2 separate regions of the Hordeum vulgare genome follow, and region 1 is linked to region 2. A link is a contact called in public Hi-C data. All regions are on one chromosome and are shown on one strand. Each heading gives the region's core, a stretch centred on a gene start, on an enhancer-like site or on the middle of the called end of the contact. The rest is flanking DNA. Distances are from core to core; before and after follow the strand shown.

Region 1 (4,056 bases), core at 738-3,237, 220 kb after region 2:
GAACTAATGATATGTAATTCCCCATCTATGAACTACCAGACCCCAGCACTTTAATCAACCACCAAGACATACCAATCACATTCCCAAGTTAGCATTCTCTATTTTTACCATAGCTGCTGCCTACACTGATGCACCTTATGGTTAAGGGAAAGAATTGAAAGTCAAAGCATCCTTACAATCGAGGAATAGGGCCTTGTCGGCAAGACAAATATGTATGCATTGCACTAAAGTTCTTTCTCAGCAGAGGGCAAACAACACCTGTTATTCCTACTATTCAATAACAAGGAAATGGTCATACCAACTACACAGTGGCACACAACCAATAAGCATGGATATCCTAAGAGTTCACCTCCATACAATAGGATATTTGGAAAACCAGGACACAACAGAGATGTTCCCTTCTATGCTCAAATTTGCTATGCAACACGTTCTAGTGCATGTTCTAGTAAAAATTACTCAAATTTTCAATTAGAACAAAAATCTGAGAAGGTTTCCACAAAAAAAAATAGTTTCCATTGAATTCAACCTTAACTTCCCATGGAGCAACTATTAATCCAAAACTTAGCAAGACGGAAGTACCTTGACTCGTCTGTGGTGAGGTGGCTCCAATACCGCCGATCGTCGATACCGGTAATTGCCAAAGCCTTTGAGGAGATGGACATGCAAAGACCACCCTTGCTCTTCTGGATCCAGAATTCCTACATAGGTGTTTCCAGTCAAGTAATTTCAGCATACTAGAAATCCAAGAATAAACACCATCCAAGACAGCAAACATAAACAAGGAAGGAAAACAGAAACCAATACACTCTGGCACATGAAAGGGGAATTACTGTTCCATATATCGGGGTCCTTTATGAGTCTACTAGCAATCCAGCTCACATAAGCACCCAGGCAATCCATAATCGAAATTCACAGAAACATTACGGTTCATAGTTAATAAATCCCTCTAAACATGTCAGATTGATTGCACACAAACCAAACCTACCTTCTAGATCCTCTCTTCCAAGGAAGACCTCTTTTTTGTCATCACAACAAGAGCAAATAATGACCATGCTTAAAGCAAGCTGTATTAGTAACAAGGACCAGTAGAAACTGTAAAAATGAGATTAAGGTACCTTGGTGCCCCCATCGAAGGGGGTTGGCCTGCACAGGCGCGCGTACTTCTCCTTCTTGGTCGCCGCGGAGGAGCAGCACCTACCATTGCCCTCCACTGAGCCGTCGCTGCTGCTGTCGTCGTCGGCCGCCGCGGCGAGGGCGGCGAGGTACCGGTAGTTGGCGGGAAGCTTGGTGGCCCAGACGCAGTCGGCGGAGGCCGCGCCGCGGAACGCCCGGTTGAGGCGGGCGACGAGGCATATCTCCGGCGGGTCGAGGTAGAGCAGCACCGGCGCCACGCAGCTCTCCGGCATGTCGCCCAGCGACGTCTGGCCCCACCCCTCCGCCCCCGCCATGCTCGAAGCCCCCGCCCCCATCTGCGCTCCAAGCCGCAGCCAATTGCCAGGCGATTCGACGACAGATTGCTCCAGGGCACGGAAAAGTTTCAGAACTTGTCCGGCTTCAGCCCGCAATGCCTTCCAGGTGGGCACCTACCCGGCGGCGACGGTTGGAGGACCGCCAATTCCGCTTCGGATCAGCGGACGTGCAGCGAAGAAGCCTTCATCCGGAGCCAGAACGATCCGCGGGCGCCCGTGTCCCGAAACACCAGCCTGACGGAAGGAAAGCTCAGAACTTGGCGACCAAATCTGCCGCAGGCCACGGGTTCTCGGGCAGACACGGGCCACCGAATCGGGCTGGGAGACAAACACGCTTCAGACGGGGACAGGGGTGGAACCGCCCACGAGGGATTCCGCCATTGTTTCTCGGATTGGAGGGGAGGGGAGGCGAGGAGGATTCTGGATTGGGAGGATTTAACGGAGGCAGACGGACGCTGACATGGGCCTGTAGCAGCGCGCTTTTTAGGACAGGTATAAATTGAAGTGGATATTGTTGTACAGTACTAGTGGAGTGCCAATCTTTGGGTCTCTTAACGGATCAGGTTGGATTTACAGTGTTTATCTATTGGAGGTAGGTCTGTGATCTGAACGTGGCCTCGAGTCGGGGAACATGGCTTGGCTGGGCATTGCGGATCAGTATTCTTACTTTTTCAAACCTAATTTATAAGCCTCCGTCCCAAAATAAATGTCTTAAACTTAGTTCAATTTTGTACTAGAGTTAGTACAAAGTTGAGACGGTTATTTTAGGACGGAGGAATACACCAGAGGGAGTAATGTATTCGCAGTGCATTTTCTAAACCTTGGGAAGCCGGAAAAAAAATTATGTTTAGTCGATTTGGCAGAGAGGAAAGCGGTGCTAGAGGTGACATGAAGAGAAAGAAGAAAGGAAACACACAGTGTAATTTTGCTGAAACTGAAAATAATGGCTTAAATCTTAACCAGTTCACATGATGAATAGTGGCTTCCTATTTACATATCCGGGCATGTCTCAATATATTGAGATTTTCTTAAATCTTAGCCGGTTCACGTTTATACATTTCTACCCGTCTTATATATACATGCACAAAAATTTCACAATAGAAAGTTAACTGGGATATCGTCGAACAACCATAGGGAAATTGGCGTGATTAATAAAGAAAATTGTGAGAGGCTTAGATTGTGACCATCATAATATGAATGGAAAAAGCCTACTAAAATTTCGGTTGGAATGGACAATTCTAGTGATGAGGCATATCTCAATTTTTTTCTATGGTTCCATCATCATCACCATTGATGTCTGCTACTCCGTAGGTGTTGTTGGGTTTTGCACTAAAAAGAAAGGATGATATAGCACCAAATGAAAATATTTCTCTCAATTGAGGATCAAGGTTTAATAGAACGAGTAGAAATCACCAAACTAATGAGGTCAACAATTCTTGCACACAAATAAAACCAATACTTATACCCAACTTGGCAAGGGGGGTGTCAAGCCTCTTGTCTTGCTAGTTACAAGATTAAAAGCAAATAGATAGATAATGGTACGATAAAAGTAAAAAGGTAATTTTGTTGAAGCTTGTATTAATGAAAGATGGACCCCGGGGCAATAGGTTCACTAGAGATATCTCTCGAAAAGAGGCAAACAACAAGATAACAAATTGCAGTTGGGCAATTGACAAGAATAGCAACGAGTATCACTATGATCATTCATGGCATAATCTTATATAGGCACTACGTCCAAGATAAGTAGACCGTTAATCCAGCAACATGCACTACTATTACTCCATCCCAAGACCGCTATCCAGCATGCATCTCAAAGTATTAGGTTTAAAATAAATGGAATAACGCATTAAACAAGACGACATAATGTAGACAGGAAGAAACCTAGCAATAAGATAAAATCCCATTGTTTTCTCCTTAGTGGCAACAATACAAATATGTGTCCTATTCCTATTATGTTAATGGGTATAGAAATCACTACAAGATTGAACTCACTACTATGTCCCACTCACTCTGAAGACTACCAATCAATATTGGCCAAAGAAGACAAATAGATCAGAAATCATACATATCTACTTAATTATACAACAAATAAATGCCAAGAGATTCAAGTAGATTCAATGAACAATCTAATCGTAAACTAACAAATCATCATGTCTCAAGAAACATACAACAAAACTTCATCGGATTGCTCCTAATAAAGAAGGAAGGCGAACATGGTATTGAAAATCCAAAAGAAAGTGAGAACCATCTAGCTACTACTATGGACCTGTAGGCCCTAAAGGACTACTCACACATGGTCATGGAGGAAGCAAGGTTGATGAACAGCCTTCCGAGAATGGCTTCCCCCTCTTGAAGATCTCTGAAAAAGGGTTGTAGATGGGTTCTTTTTGGAATAGAGGCTTGTGATGGCAATAAAATTCTTCTCGAAGTACGATAGATGGTTTCTGTTTTTGTAGAGAATTATGGTGATGGAATTGGACTAAGGCGGTATCCAGGGGCCTCGCATGGACAAGTGGCGCGACCACCCCCTTGGGCACACCATGTGTCCATGTGGGAGCCTCGTGGCTTTTCTCACTCCTCCCCAAAG
Region 2 (4,095 bases), core at 1,227-3,726:
AAGTGGTGACAACGACGGAACCAAATGCCAAGAAGTGACTCTTCACCCTTATGGAGGCATTACCACATGAACAATTCATACTCCTAACGGTCACTCTTTCAGTGATATGGTCTTCACAATGCAAAGCTACCCAGATGTTTGTTCACAGATATCTGAATTGCAAGTGCTAAACGGAGGGGGACACGACCAGTTCTTGCAGCAAAACCGCATGCGGTGAGATCACATGTGGTGAGACCAAGAGTTCATCAACATACTGCTTTAAAATCCATGTTGACGTTGGCTTTAGAAGAGGATGAGGCGGCTCAGCAGGGGGTGTGTGTAAGGATGATCTGGGCCAATATTTGGGAAGCTCCGCGCTGGTGATAGTGGGTGTCGAGGACCTTGCCATACCGGAGATGATCGCATGTAGAGAAGCTGTGGCTCTGGTAGAAGATTTACATGTGCAGCGCCTGCTCGTCTCTTTGGACTCCAAACAAACTATAGCGGACATTGCAGCTGGAAGTAGAGGGAAGCATGGGACCATAGTCAATCTGATTAAGCTTAGATCAAGTTTTTTTGAATGTAATTTTACTTTTGAAGGATGTGCTACCAATATGGAAGTACATAGCTTAGCTAAATACTCTCTATCTCTTGGTCTAGGACGTCACATTTGGTTGGACCAATCCCATGATCAATCTTTTATTCCACAATTTGTGTCTTTTGATGAATGAAGCTTCGTTTTACCCCAAAACTGTAAAACTTGACGAGAATCAAAAGGAAGCATGAGGAGTCGAACTCCTCACATAAAGCTATAAAACTTACAGTTTTTTTTCTTGATAAAACTTACGTTGGTTGCCTCTAGTGGTGGATCTAGGCCCAAGGCCGGGAGAGGAGGGGGGCATGAGGCTCAATTCCTTTGTATACTGTAGCGCTATACTATAGCAGTTCCTACATTATACAATGGGGGGGCTGGGCGGCCCGCTATGCTGGATCCGCCCCTGGTTGCCACTCGAGATGGAAACTGTTCTTAGCAAAAACACAACGCGAATACTTAGCAACAGCGGCATCCCTTTTTCCAAAACATCCCAATATTTCTTGCAAAAAAAAGTGAACAATTTTCATAAAAATGTGAATAATGTTTGCAATTGCAAAACAATTCCAAATTCAAACAGTTTCTGAAAAAGTTCAACAAAAATGAAAACGTGAACATTTTTTATATATTTGTACAATTATTAAATATAGGCTGAACAGTTTCTAAATACAGATTAAACAATTTTGTGATATATGATGAACAATTTTGAGTACACATTGAACATTTTTGTGATATATACTGAACAAATTTTAAATACAAATTAATAATTTTGTGATATATGTTGAACAATATTTTAGTACACATTGCACATTGTTGTGATATATTCTGATTTTTTTTGATTTGTGAACAATTTTGCAAAAAGTGAACAAGATTTGAAAACATGAACAGGTTCTATAAAAAGTGAAAAAATTAAAAAACATGAGCAATTTTGGAAATCATGAACAAATATTAGAATTTCAAACTCTTTGAAAAAAAGGAAAAAATATAACGTCAAAAGTATAACATAAAACTAATAAAAAAATTAAAAAACAGAAACAAAAAGGAAGAGAGAAAAAGAAAAAAGAATAACGAAATAACCGGTAAAAGAACAGAAACAGAAAAAACCGATTGAGGGAACGTTTTAGAAAGTTCCCAAAACTGGTTTGCCTAGCACATATTTTCCTCTCGCAGTGGGCTTGGCCCATTTCTTTGAGAAAAATCCTATTTGCCGCTCTGTGCGAAGCGGTGTCGAGGCTTCGCACAGAGCGAGCGGGGGATTGGGCTGGCCCAGGTAGCGAGGTAGCGAGGGAACCTTGCCCGGTTTGGGAACCTTCTAGAGGTTCCAACCGGTTTTTTCCGGCTTTGGGAAACTTCTAGAAGGTTTCCTGAACCCTTTTTTTCTGTTTCTGCTTTTGTTTCTTTTTTTCTATTTTTGTTTCAAAATGGTTCTGAATTTTTTTTTAAAAAAATCTGGAATTCGAAAAATTGCTCTCGAATTTGAAAAAATGTTTAATATTTTGAAAAAATGTTTCGGAATTTGTAAAAATATTATGAAATCTGAAAAAATGTTCCAGAATTTGTAAAAATGTTCCGGAATTTGTAAAAATATTCCTTATTTTTAAAAAATGTTTCGGAATTTGAAAAAATGTTCTGGAATTTAAAACTGTTCAAGATTTTGAAAAAAAGTTCCAGAATTTGTTAAAATGTTCCGTATTTTAAAAAAGTGATCTGCCATTTAAAAAATGTTCTCGACTTTAACAAATTGTTATTCAAATTCGAAAAATATTTTTTGCTTTTAGAAAAATGTTCTACATTTAAAAAAACTGCAGTTTTAGAAGAAAAAAAAGAAAAAAAACTATAGTCGTTGTGCACCTACTGGCCGTCGCAGTCGGGGGTCGCCCTGTGCGAAGCCCCGACTGGTTGCCGCACAGAGCGGCGAATAGGAGGTCCTATTTCCTGGTGTTAGCTCGCGTACTTCAACGAAAATGATGTGTATCGACGCACGCGAGCGTCAAATAGGAATTGCCTCATCTCCGCTCATACTCATCAAACTTGAAGAAATTTCATAAACTTACTTCTGGAAACCATAAATATAGAAGCCTATGGGCTCGTCACGAAGGCTATTTTTTGCCCGTACTGAGACATAACTCGGTCCCTCTAGGCGCGAGGGAGTTGGTCCGCCTAGTATTATAGCACCTCTCGTTTGAGTACTTTTTCTTCTATTTATTTTTCTTATCGGTTTCCTTTGTTTGAGTAGGTTTTCTTTGTGTTCTCTTTTTCTTGTTTTTATTAAATATTTCTATTCTTTATTTCTTTTTTTTAACATATGCCTATTTTCGCATTCACATTGTACATTTTCCGAATAGACCAGGAACTATTTACTTAAATCAGTTGTATCTAAATACTAATGTCATGATTACACATTTATTCAAGATAATGTTAGACAACATTTTACATTAAAAATCATCTTTTTATCATTTATTTACTCGAAGACTAGCAGTAATTAACCTTGGGGATGCTGATAAGTGTGCGTCCTATTTATAATTTTTGATCGTTTCACGTCAATACTCCACAACTTTCGTATACTTTTGTCAATATTATATAATATTTTTGGGACTAACTTACTAATCGAGTGCCGACTGCGAGTTCCTACTGTTTTTTCATGTTTGGCAGAAAATTTATCGGAGTCCAAATGCGATCAAAATTTATGAAGATTGTTTTCGGAATATATGTGAATTTTGGAAAGAAGAATGAACACAACATGGTGCCGAGGTGCTCCCAAGCCAACAAGGCGCGACCAGGGGTGGCCGCGCCCTAATGGCTTGGGGCCACCCCGTAAATCGGTTAGGGCCCTTCTATCACCACAACAAAGATAATTTCCTAATAAAAATCTCTTCAAAATTTCAGCCCAGTCGGAGCTGTGGATCTTCGGATATTTAAGAAATGATGAACGGATGAAAAAAGAATCGTGAAAACAAGAGAGAAACAGAGAGAGAGAGATCCAATATTGGAGGGGCTCTTGTCCTCCGGGAGCCATGGCGGGCATGGACCAGAGGAGGAACTCTCCTCCCATCTAGGGGGATACCAAGGAAGAAGAAGAAGAAGGAGGGGCTCTCTCCCCCTCTCTTCGAGTGGCGCCAAAATGCCACCGGGGCAACCATCGCGACGACAATCTACACCAACAACTTCATCATCATCACCATCACCACCAACTCTGTCCCCCTCTATGCAGCGATGTAAAACCTCTCTTACCCATTTTAATCTCTACTTTAACGTTGTGATTAATGCTATATATTATTACCTAATGATGTGCGGCTATCTTGTGATGTTTGAGTATATTTGTCTTGTCCTATGGGTTGATTGATGATCGGGATTGGTTTGACTTGTATGTTTTATTTTGTTGATGTACAATGGTGGCCGTCATGTCGCGCAAGCGTGTGGCACCATCGTTGTAGGGTTTGGAAAATGTTCATGCTTTCCTTATAGTGGTTGGTAGAGTGTCATAAGCTTACAACCGAGTAAGGGGACTGTTTACTTATGGAAAT

What was found. A called contact is a pair of places that touch in the nucleus more often than the background predicts.
Region 1: a Hi-C map of seedling shows a contact between it and region 2, with 4 times the contacts expected there. The contact joins the promoter of LOC123427463 here to the enhancer-like site in region 2. A contact is called at or near these places in 2 of 6 Hi-C or Micro-C datasets (leaf and seedling).

Annotation. Positions count from the first base shown.
Region 1 is chr2H:585,589,798-585,593,853 of MorexV3_pseudomolecules_assembly, forward strand. It overlaps LOC123427463 (F-box protein PP2-A13-like), which reads right to left and starts at 1,988. Exons shown (of 3, transcript XM_045111518.1): 1 at 1,116-1,988; 2 at 580-698. The coding sequence starts at 1,469.
Region 2 is chr2H:585,364,680-585,368,774 of MorexV3_pseudomolecules_assembly, forward strand. No RefSeq gene overlaps it. Among protein-coding and RNA genes, the nearest start is that of LOC123427462, 160 kb to the right of the region's middle. Within about 2 kb of position 2,477, at least 3 of the 3 cell types and tissues checked have open chromatin away from gene starts, as enhancers often do. A contact at or near this core is called in leaf and seedling, where this site is marked.